Regions from separate parts of the Zea mays genome. Here regions 1 and 3 are each linked to region 2. A link is a contact called in public Hi-C data. All regions are on one chromosome and are shown on one strand. The core of a region is the stretch at or near the end of the contact, and the rest is flanking DNA. Distances in the headings are between cores, read along the strand shown.

Region 1 (2,700 bases), core at 176-2,675, 350 kb after region 2:
TAGGAGTACGATATCTGAACGCTGATTGCAAGAGGACAAGGGAAACGCGTCCAAACGTACGTACACCGCCATGCATGCATCTCCCAAGATTCTACAGGCAGATGTAATAATGACTCGTGATCTAAATGTTCTTCAATAATTTAAATAATTTCAGTTTAAATATTACTAGAAATAGAGATCGACCATAATTCGATTTGATTTTTAAATTTTATAGTGTAGAATCTAGACCCTATCACCACCTCTACTAGGTAGATGACGCACGTGCACGCCGCAGCCCATCGAAATGGTGTCATGGTCTGGGCGATGTGGTGCCCGGCGCCGGCCCCCTAATTATGTCTATCTTTTCTAACTGCCCATCTGACCTGTGACGCTGCATTGCATTGCATCGCATCTAACAGTTTCATAAAAAAAACCAATCGCGAGTGTACTGGGAAAATTATCAGAAGCACCGTACTAGAGAGAGAGAGAGAGAGAGAATTGCAGCAGAGCTCTTCCGTCCGACAGGCTCTCGTCAGTCACAGGCGGATAGAACCCGCCTCCCTGCACTGTTCGCTGGACCGGGCCCGTCCTGCCCCAACCCTGCTGCTAAACAGCACGCTTTTTCAGAGAGAAACTTTCAGGAGTTACCTATCCTCCTCCACTTCTCTACTGCGTCGCCTGCTCCGGACCACAACATCCCAGTTTCTTTCGTTCGTCGGGTAATAAGGCTGCACCTCTGCAACGGAGCCCCTGACGTCCGTAACGTTCTGTCCACGGGAACAAAGCCTGTAACGCAAGAATCGCAACGTCCCTCTCTGCGAACTGTACAGTACGGGGCGCGGCCGGTTAAGCACGCCACCGTTCCGCTCCTCGCCGTTAAGATTTTCGAATTCGAAACCCCTCCTGGGCACGGGCACCCAACGGCATGCCAGCCGTCCGATCCGCCGCACTGCACGTGTCAGGCTGAGACCCGCAGGGGCTGTCTGGTAAAAATAATTACGCGTGCCGTGTGCCAGGCGTCGAAGCTTCCCCCGCTACATTCCGTTTGTGGGCTGCACCTGCACTGCACGCCGTTCCCACCCCCGTGTGCCAGGCGCCGAGGCCGAGCGTACCGGCCGCGGTAGGTGGGGCCGGCCGCACGCGACCAGCGCCGTGCGGGCGCTCCCCCAACGGACAGATCCGGCTAACGTCGCCGTCAGGGAAGGGCCGATCCTGGCCGTCGGATCCGGATCCATTCCCCTCGGCCGCGGCATCTTATATTTGTAGGCGCACCCGAGCGCCCGACGGGTGCGTGATTGTTGTAGTAGAATCCAAAGCGCAAGCGGCTGCAGCCTGCAGGCAGCGCCGCGCAGGCGTGGGAGTGGCCGAGTGGGAGTGGGAGTGAAAAAGAGGAACCGGCCAAGAGAAGCAAGCGAGAAGAAGGCAGTGCTGCGGCGGCGTTCCGTAAGATGGGGAAGTACATGCGCAAGCGCAGGGGGGCCGCGGGCGAGGGGGTGGCCGCAGTCGAGGTCTCGCAGGTCGTCGGCGTCCGGACGAGGTCCAGGTCCGCGGCGGCGACCGGCGGCGGTGTCGCGAAGGTCGCTCCGCCGAGGAGGAAGAAGGCGCTGCTGCCCGCCGCGAACGTGACGACGTCGGGGGAGCCTGGTGCCGTGGGCGCTGGTGGTGGGGACGGCGGAAGCTGCTGCTACATCCACCTGCGGAGCCGCATGCTGTTCATGGCAGCACCTCAGCAGCAACCGTCGGCGGCTCTGACGCCGGTGGAGGCTGCTGGTGCGGCACAGCAGGGCGGGGTGGTGGCGCTCGCGGCTGGCCTCTCGCGTTGCTCCAGCACGGCGTCGTCGGTGGACGTCGGGGGCCACGCCTGCCGCTCCGACGCTGCGCCTGCGGAGGTGAGTGAGACTGTGAGCCCGAGAAACCCTAGAACTATTCGAATTCTAAACCGGCCTGCCCGAGATCTCCGGCGCGCGCCTCCCGTTGCTGAATTTCGCGAGATCTCGGATGCCTCCCTCCCCCGTTGCTGAATTGTGCGGGCTCTAACTCTAACAGGTTGACGGGGATCACGTCCCGGATGTCGTCACCGCGAGCAACTCGGGGAGCGTCCCGGACCGCGAGAGGTTGGAGAATCCTCTCTTGTCTCTCTCCAATCCTGCTGAATTATGCCTCCCACCGTGCTCCTGACGTCGTTCCGCTCGTGGGTTTTTGGAAACTCAGGAGAGAGACGACGCCATCGTCGAGCCGGGCGCACGGCGGCGAGCTCAGCGATCTGGAGTCGGATCTGGTGGGGCGGCAGAAGACTGGCTGCTCGTCGTCGCCGGCGACAACAACATCGGCTGCGGAGCTGATCGTGCCGCCAGCACAGGAGATCCAGGAATTCTTCGCGGCCGCCGAGGCGGCCCATGCCAAACGCTTTGCTTCCAAGTAAGACTCCTCGGCCTCGCCAAGCTATATACCGGCGTCCAGAAAACATTTTTTTACCGCGTGTTCTCCGTAGCATGCAGGAATTACGCACGCAAACTTCTTTCCCCGTGCTTAATTTCGCGGCGCGCGCGTGCCGTGGCTTACCGCGGCCGGCCGGGGTGTGCTGAATTGCTAACCTGACGTGCGTGCTTTTGCGATCTACCTTGCGATGGCAGGTACAACTTCGACTTCGTCCGCGGCGTGCCCCTCGACGCCGGCCGGTTCGAGTGGACGCCAGGGGTCAGCATCTGAAGCGAGCGTGCG
Region 2 (2,700 bases), core at 81-2,580:
CATTTAGTGTCGAAAAAAGCTCGAACCTCGCAAGTCGGCTCGAGCTCAGAGCGGCTCACGAGCCGAGCCAGGTTTTCAAGCTTGTTAGGCAATGAGCTGAGCCGAGCCGAGCCGCTCTGACTCGCGAGCCGGCTGCACAAAATTAATTAACATACACAATAATGATAGATATTAGATAATTTTATAGATACCTGACTCGTTTCTTAATCTTATAATGACACATTATGATTATTAATAGTCAATAATGGATACATGACATTTATAATTTAGATTTTTATAATGACACATTATGATTATTTATTTCATATTTATAGACTATTAATTCACTATACAATACAAAATTATTTTTAAAGGTACAGCTCGCGAGTAGAGATGGCAACGGGTACAAACCCGCTGGGTTTTGCCATCCCAAACTCGTACCCTGAAAAATATCTATACCCATTAAAAACACGTACCCATGACGGTTTGAAATTTTGTCTAAACCCGTACCCATCGGGTTAGCGGGTACCCATGGGTTACCCGCGGGTTTTATCTCCAATATGCTTGTTCTTCTCATAATCAATAAGTATTGTAATGATTAATGAGATCATGGTCCAAAATTTATGTGATGAACAACAAGTTCATGATTTGGTATAAAAATTATTAGTAGAGAGAATGAAATACAAATAATAAGTTGTATAATCAAGTGACCTTGCACTAAGTTATCCATCCATCACATATATAATGCTAGTAAAAACTAAAATAGCAAGCAAGCAACACTCTCACCAACTATTTATACATTCACCATTTGTAAATTAGGAAGTAAATAGAGAGATAACAAGTTTGTTGTTCGTTTATAAAATAAAATGGCAACATGTACTAGGTTTTGTCGGATTTAAAAAACTCACGAGTTCACGAGTTTGAGTACTGTAGAAACAAACCCGTACACATAAACTCGTCGGGTTAGATTTATGCCCATTAACAAATCCATGGGTATGAAAATTGACTCAAACCTCATACACTAATACGATAAAAACTCATCAGATTTTGGGTACACATTATCATCTCTGCTCACGAGCCAAGCCTAGTCGGCTCGGGAGACGATATCGAGCCGAGGTGAGGCTCGTTTTGAAGTTCGTTGAGTGAGTTGAGCTCAATCACCACATCGAGCCGAGCCGGCTTGGCTGGTTTACGGCCCTACTTCCATTTGATGATTTGGAGATTAGGACCATTTCCAAATACTCAACACGGAGTTTGGCCAAAAACCCAACCCAAAACTGAATGAGACGAACGACCAAACATGAAATCCGGCCCCTTTGCTAGAATCCACCATCCACCCCACGAAATCGTTCCGAAACCGTTCGGTCCAGCGGTCCAGACCAAACATAAACTTCCGGCGCAGCGCACAGCCGCTCGCCGCCGTCCTCCATCCCAATTCCCACACGGAAGCGGAACCTCCCAATTCCGCACCACCATCCCACCGGCGGCCACCGCCGATGGAGATCTAACAGCAGAGCCACTCCTATCTCAACCCAACTGCGCAGATCCACCACCATGGAGACCGAGCGGATCCGGGAGCTCATCCTCCTCACTCTCCGGGCGCCGCCCGCCCGCCTCGCCCTCGTGGGTGGCAACCACACCGCCGCTCGCTTCTGCACCCGCTAAGCTCGCCTCCTCACCATCTTCCGCGCCGGCCTTCTCTTCACCGCCGACTCAAACGGCAAAAGACAGCGCTCTCGCTCAGCTCAGCCCGGCGTCCGCGATGCCGGCTGACATCGTCGTGATCCGTCTCCCCGGCCCGCGCGCCCTCCGCGTGCTCGCGCGCTCCGTGCTCTTTGCCGTCGCGCTGCTCTTCCTGCCATGGCTCCGCCCCGCCGAGGCGCCCGCCCGAGGCCGCGCCGTCGACACGTGCGGCGCAGCCGCGGCCCAGGCGGAGCTCCTGCTGCGCGACCTTCACCAGGAGGGCCTGCCCGTCCACGGAGCCCGCGCCGTCGTCCTCGTCGCCAATGGCGTCTGCGATTCGACCGCACCGAAGCAGGACCTGCGGCGGATGCTGATGATAGGGGAGTCGTCAGTGGACTTTCTGCTGGATTTCGGGTACTTCAACGAAGACGCTGACAGGTTCGCCTTCGCCGATCGGGTGCTCAAGCATGGAGGCATTCTTGCCGCCCCAATTGACTCGTTGAGCGCGTTCAGCTTGCCGCAGAACTACCGCACCATATACATCCACCGCTTCGCTGAAGCTTTTATTGGGGTCAAGAAGGTTGCCCCCGCCGAGGACAACAGCCATGCCGGCACCAGCACCAGAACGGAGCTGCTATCACCTCCTGCCTTTGACCTTAAGGAAGGGGTGTTTTACAGTCGGCCAGATGAGACTACCAATTGTGAATTCAAGAACATGGCGAGGAAGCTCTTACTTTCAGACATCACTGGGACTCCAACGGCATACTCCTACAAACGCAAATTGTTGGTGCAGATGCTCCGTAAGGATCAGGAGAGTTGATTCTGCTTCTTTTATGGAATGTGAAAAGGCTGCAGCCTGCAGCGGCGCTTTTATGGAGTGAAGCTGTTCTAGCTTCCCGGGAGAGCAGCAACATCACATCAGTTATAAACCGACTGCATACACAATGAATACATGGTAATGGACTGGAGTCAGGGAATATTCTTATCAGTTGCAGTCTAGTAGGCTGTGATTTGTACCTCTTGATCTGGTTTGTTCTT
Region 3 (2,700 bases), core at 125-2,624, 510 kb after region 2:
GAAAAAAGTGCATGACGAATGAGGAATCTACAAGTAGCAGGTTTGGATTAGCAGTCCATTACGGATAAAGAAAGGAAAACAATTCACAAGCGTGGAGTGTAACAGTGGCAGTTTGAACAACTGGGATGCTTGACCTTTGGCTCCTCAGGTGTATTTTATTTGGAACAGACGTTCTATTCAGCACAGAACTTTGGCAGCTGGGATGCTTCTATTTAGTACTAGCTAGTGCTGCCAACCCCATGATGCCAACAGGAAATTTTCTATTGCCTACCAAGAGTTCAAGCTGAGACTTTTTTTGGGTTCAGCTACGCGTTTGTTTTTGTTTTTGAAATGACGTCCTAAACTGTTGTTTTTAACAGTCGGCAGGGGATCTTGTGTCGTTATGCGGGTGAGATTAGCACAGGTTGTGATTTTAGGGGACTGAAATCCCATGCGTCCGACTACTTTACAAGGCTCCCTCCCACGCAGCATATTCACCACTTTGCAAGCACGTTGACGCAGCGTGAATCAGATCTGAAAGGGAAACAAAACCAAGATGCAGATTCCAGAACCAGCCCAAAAGGTAAACATGAGCGCGCGAAAACGATCAGACGGAAGCGTCGAACATTCAGACGCGAGCTCTAAGCCGGCCGTAAGCAACGATTGGCAGACATTATGTCTCAGAGAGAACAACTGTCCTGTTCAATCATCTGCCGCAGACACAGCACGTCACAGCGCATCAAGAAGTGAAGAACAGAGTCGCCCGAGACCGAACGAGTGGCAAGCGGCTCGGCCGCATTACGAGCTGCATGCAAGTAAACTAGCCCTGTTGCAGAGTGGGAGTGGACGTACACTGGTGCTTGCGGCGGTGGAAGAGGCCGAGCCACTTGAGGCGGACGTCGACGTCGTCCTTGGTGAGCTTGGCGGCGTCGATCTGCTCCATGGGGACCCTGGCCAGGTCCTGGATGCCGCCCTCCATGAACAGCGCCATGGGCTCCTTCTCCAGCTTCACCTTCTCCTGCGGGTTCAGCCCCGCCCGGTACTTCTCCTTGAGGACCCAGTACCCGCCCGCCCGCTCCTCGACCCTCGGCTCCAGCCGCTCCGTCGGGACCTGCTCCCCCGCCGCCGCCGGCGGCGGCACGGAGACGGCCGCGCGGGCGCGCCCTGTGCGGCGCAGCCGGGAGGACGGCGAGGCCGCCGTCGCCGCCGCGTGCGAGGAGGGCAGGAGGAACCGCTGCAGGGACGCTGAGGAGGCCATGGTTAGCGGTAGCGGTGGCAGTGGGCCTGTGCTGTGGTGGTGGTGGTGGTGGTGGCCATGGGTGGCGAGCGTGTGGCTGTTTTATTGTGGGGCGGGGAGGGGGCGCGCTGCTGCGCTGGTTCTTGGCTCTTGGGGAGTTCAAGGGGGCAGGCAGACGCAGGCGCAGCTCCTCTAACTAATCGAAATGGCAGGCAGGCACGGGACGGGACGTTGAGATTTTACCGACGTGCCCTCGTACGCCATGGACGGCTCTGAGCTCACGTTGTACTCATGTTTACTGCTGTATCGCGTTGACAGAGGCTACCTACGTTGAGAAACAGCGCGGCGTTTCAAGAATTATATATGCATCTGCCTCTCTAAAGCAATGGAAGCTCGATTTTCTGGAGAGTACATACTGACACGTTCACATCTATCCAAGTGGACCCGGAGACCACCAAAACCGTTACCAGGGGGGAGACAGGGGCGGAAAAGAGCTGCCCCAGTTTCGGCCGCTGCTTGCTTATTGCTGAAGCAGAGCCAAGAAGAGCCGGAAAGTTTGGCCAGGCGCAGGCGGCAAGCATGTGGGGACACCGAGGCCACGTACATGAACCCGTGATAGATACACCGGCAATGCAAGGCGCCCCATGAGCCGCCCAAAGGGTCGGTGTCGGTGTCGCTCGTCGGCGAGACGCCCGCGCACGGGACCGGGTCCGGCGCGAGGCGTGCCGTGCACTGGCTTCTCTCTGATAGCTCCTGCTGCGTCCATCTGGTCGAACCGGGTCGCCCGGTACTACTGGGCTGCTTACTTGCATGACATTGAGCCAGGGCTTACCGAGCAGGCAGCAACGGCCGAGATGGCACCGTGCCTTGGCTTGGGGGGCTCCAGCGGCCACACGTTTGGAGCCCAGGCCATACGCCGCGACCGGCCTTTGTCCTTTGATGCGCGTGCAAGGGCGGGCGACGTGTCCTGTGCGGCCGTGCACATCCATCGTCATGTGCCAGACAGCGGGGCGCGCGGCCGCCTCTTGGACAACGCCAACCTTCCCCGCCCGGGGGCGCGTCTCGGCCACGAGCCCTGGAGGAGGTAAGGGATGGCAACAAGGAGGACCGGGGACGGCGAGCAGATCTGTCTCCAGAGCGACGATAGGAGGGGAGCAGCGGGAGTAGGGAGAGGACTGGAGTGGCTTCACGTCGCATCCTTGCCGGCGGCCGGGATAACAGGTCTGAGCATCCCAGGGACGGCGACAGACGGGGTCGGGAGATCCATCGTGTCTGCGAATCTGCGTGCTTGCCGTTGCAGCGGATGGGAACAGGGGGGCACCGGGCACGGGGACGGGATAGTGCGGGGTCTGCTTTGGAAAGTTTCCTAATTCCTACTATGCTTTTACGCAAAATTGGTCCAATTTCTGTATGGTTCCTCTAAAATGTGCTGTCCAAACGGGGCCGCTCTATGCAATAGAAATCATGCTACTCTTACCAGACTT

The links. Hi-C and Micro-C count contacts between places; a contact is called where the count stands out from the background.
Region 1: a Hi-C map of leaf mesophyll shows a contact between it and region 2, with 3 times the contacts expected there. The contact joins the promoter of LOC100280762 here to the promoter of LOC100274066 in region 2. A contact is called at or near these places in 14 of 25 Hi-C or Micro-C datasets (bundle sheath, ear, endosperm and 5 more) and 1 of 3 datasets of contacts at active chromatin or transcription factors (leaf).
Region 3: a contact with region 2 is called in a Hi-C map of root tip, with 6 times the contacts expected there. The contact joins the promoter of LOC542264 here to the promoter of LOC100274066 in region 2. A contact is called at or near these places in 4 of 25 Hi-C or Micro-C datasets (bundle sheath, endosperm, leaf and 1 more).

Annotation. Positions count from the first base shown.
Region 1 is chr4:183,736,105-183,738,804 of Zm-B73-REFERENCE-NAM-5.0, reverse strand. It overlaps LOC100280762, which reads left to right and starts at 1,425. Exons shown (of 4, transcript NM_001153683.1): 1 at 1,425-1,868; 2 at 2,026-2,093; 3 at 2,191-2,397; 4 at 2,613-2,700. The coding sequence starts at 1,428. The coding sequence ends at 2,688.
Region 2 is chr4:184,081,577-184,084,276 of Zm-B73-REFERENCE-NAM-5.0, reverse strand. It overlaps LOC100274066, which reads left to right and starts at 1,330. Exons shown (of 1, transcript NM_001148445.1): 1 at 1,330-2,700. The coding sequence starts at 1,742. The coding sequence ends at 2,482.
Region 3 is chr4:183,571,378-183,574,077 of Zm-B73-REFERENCE-NAM-5.0, reverse strand. LOC542264 (nitrite reductase2) reads right to left here and starts at 1,374. Exons shown (of 4, transcript NM_001397120.1): 1 at 832-1,374. The coding sequence starts at 1,237.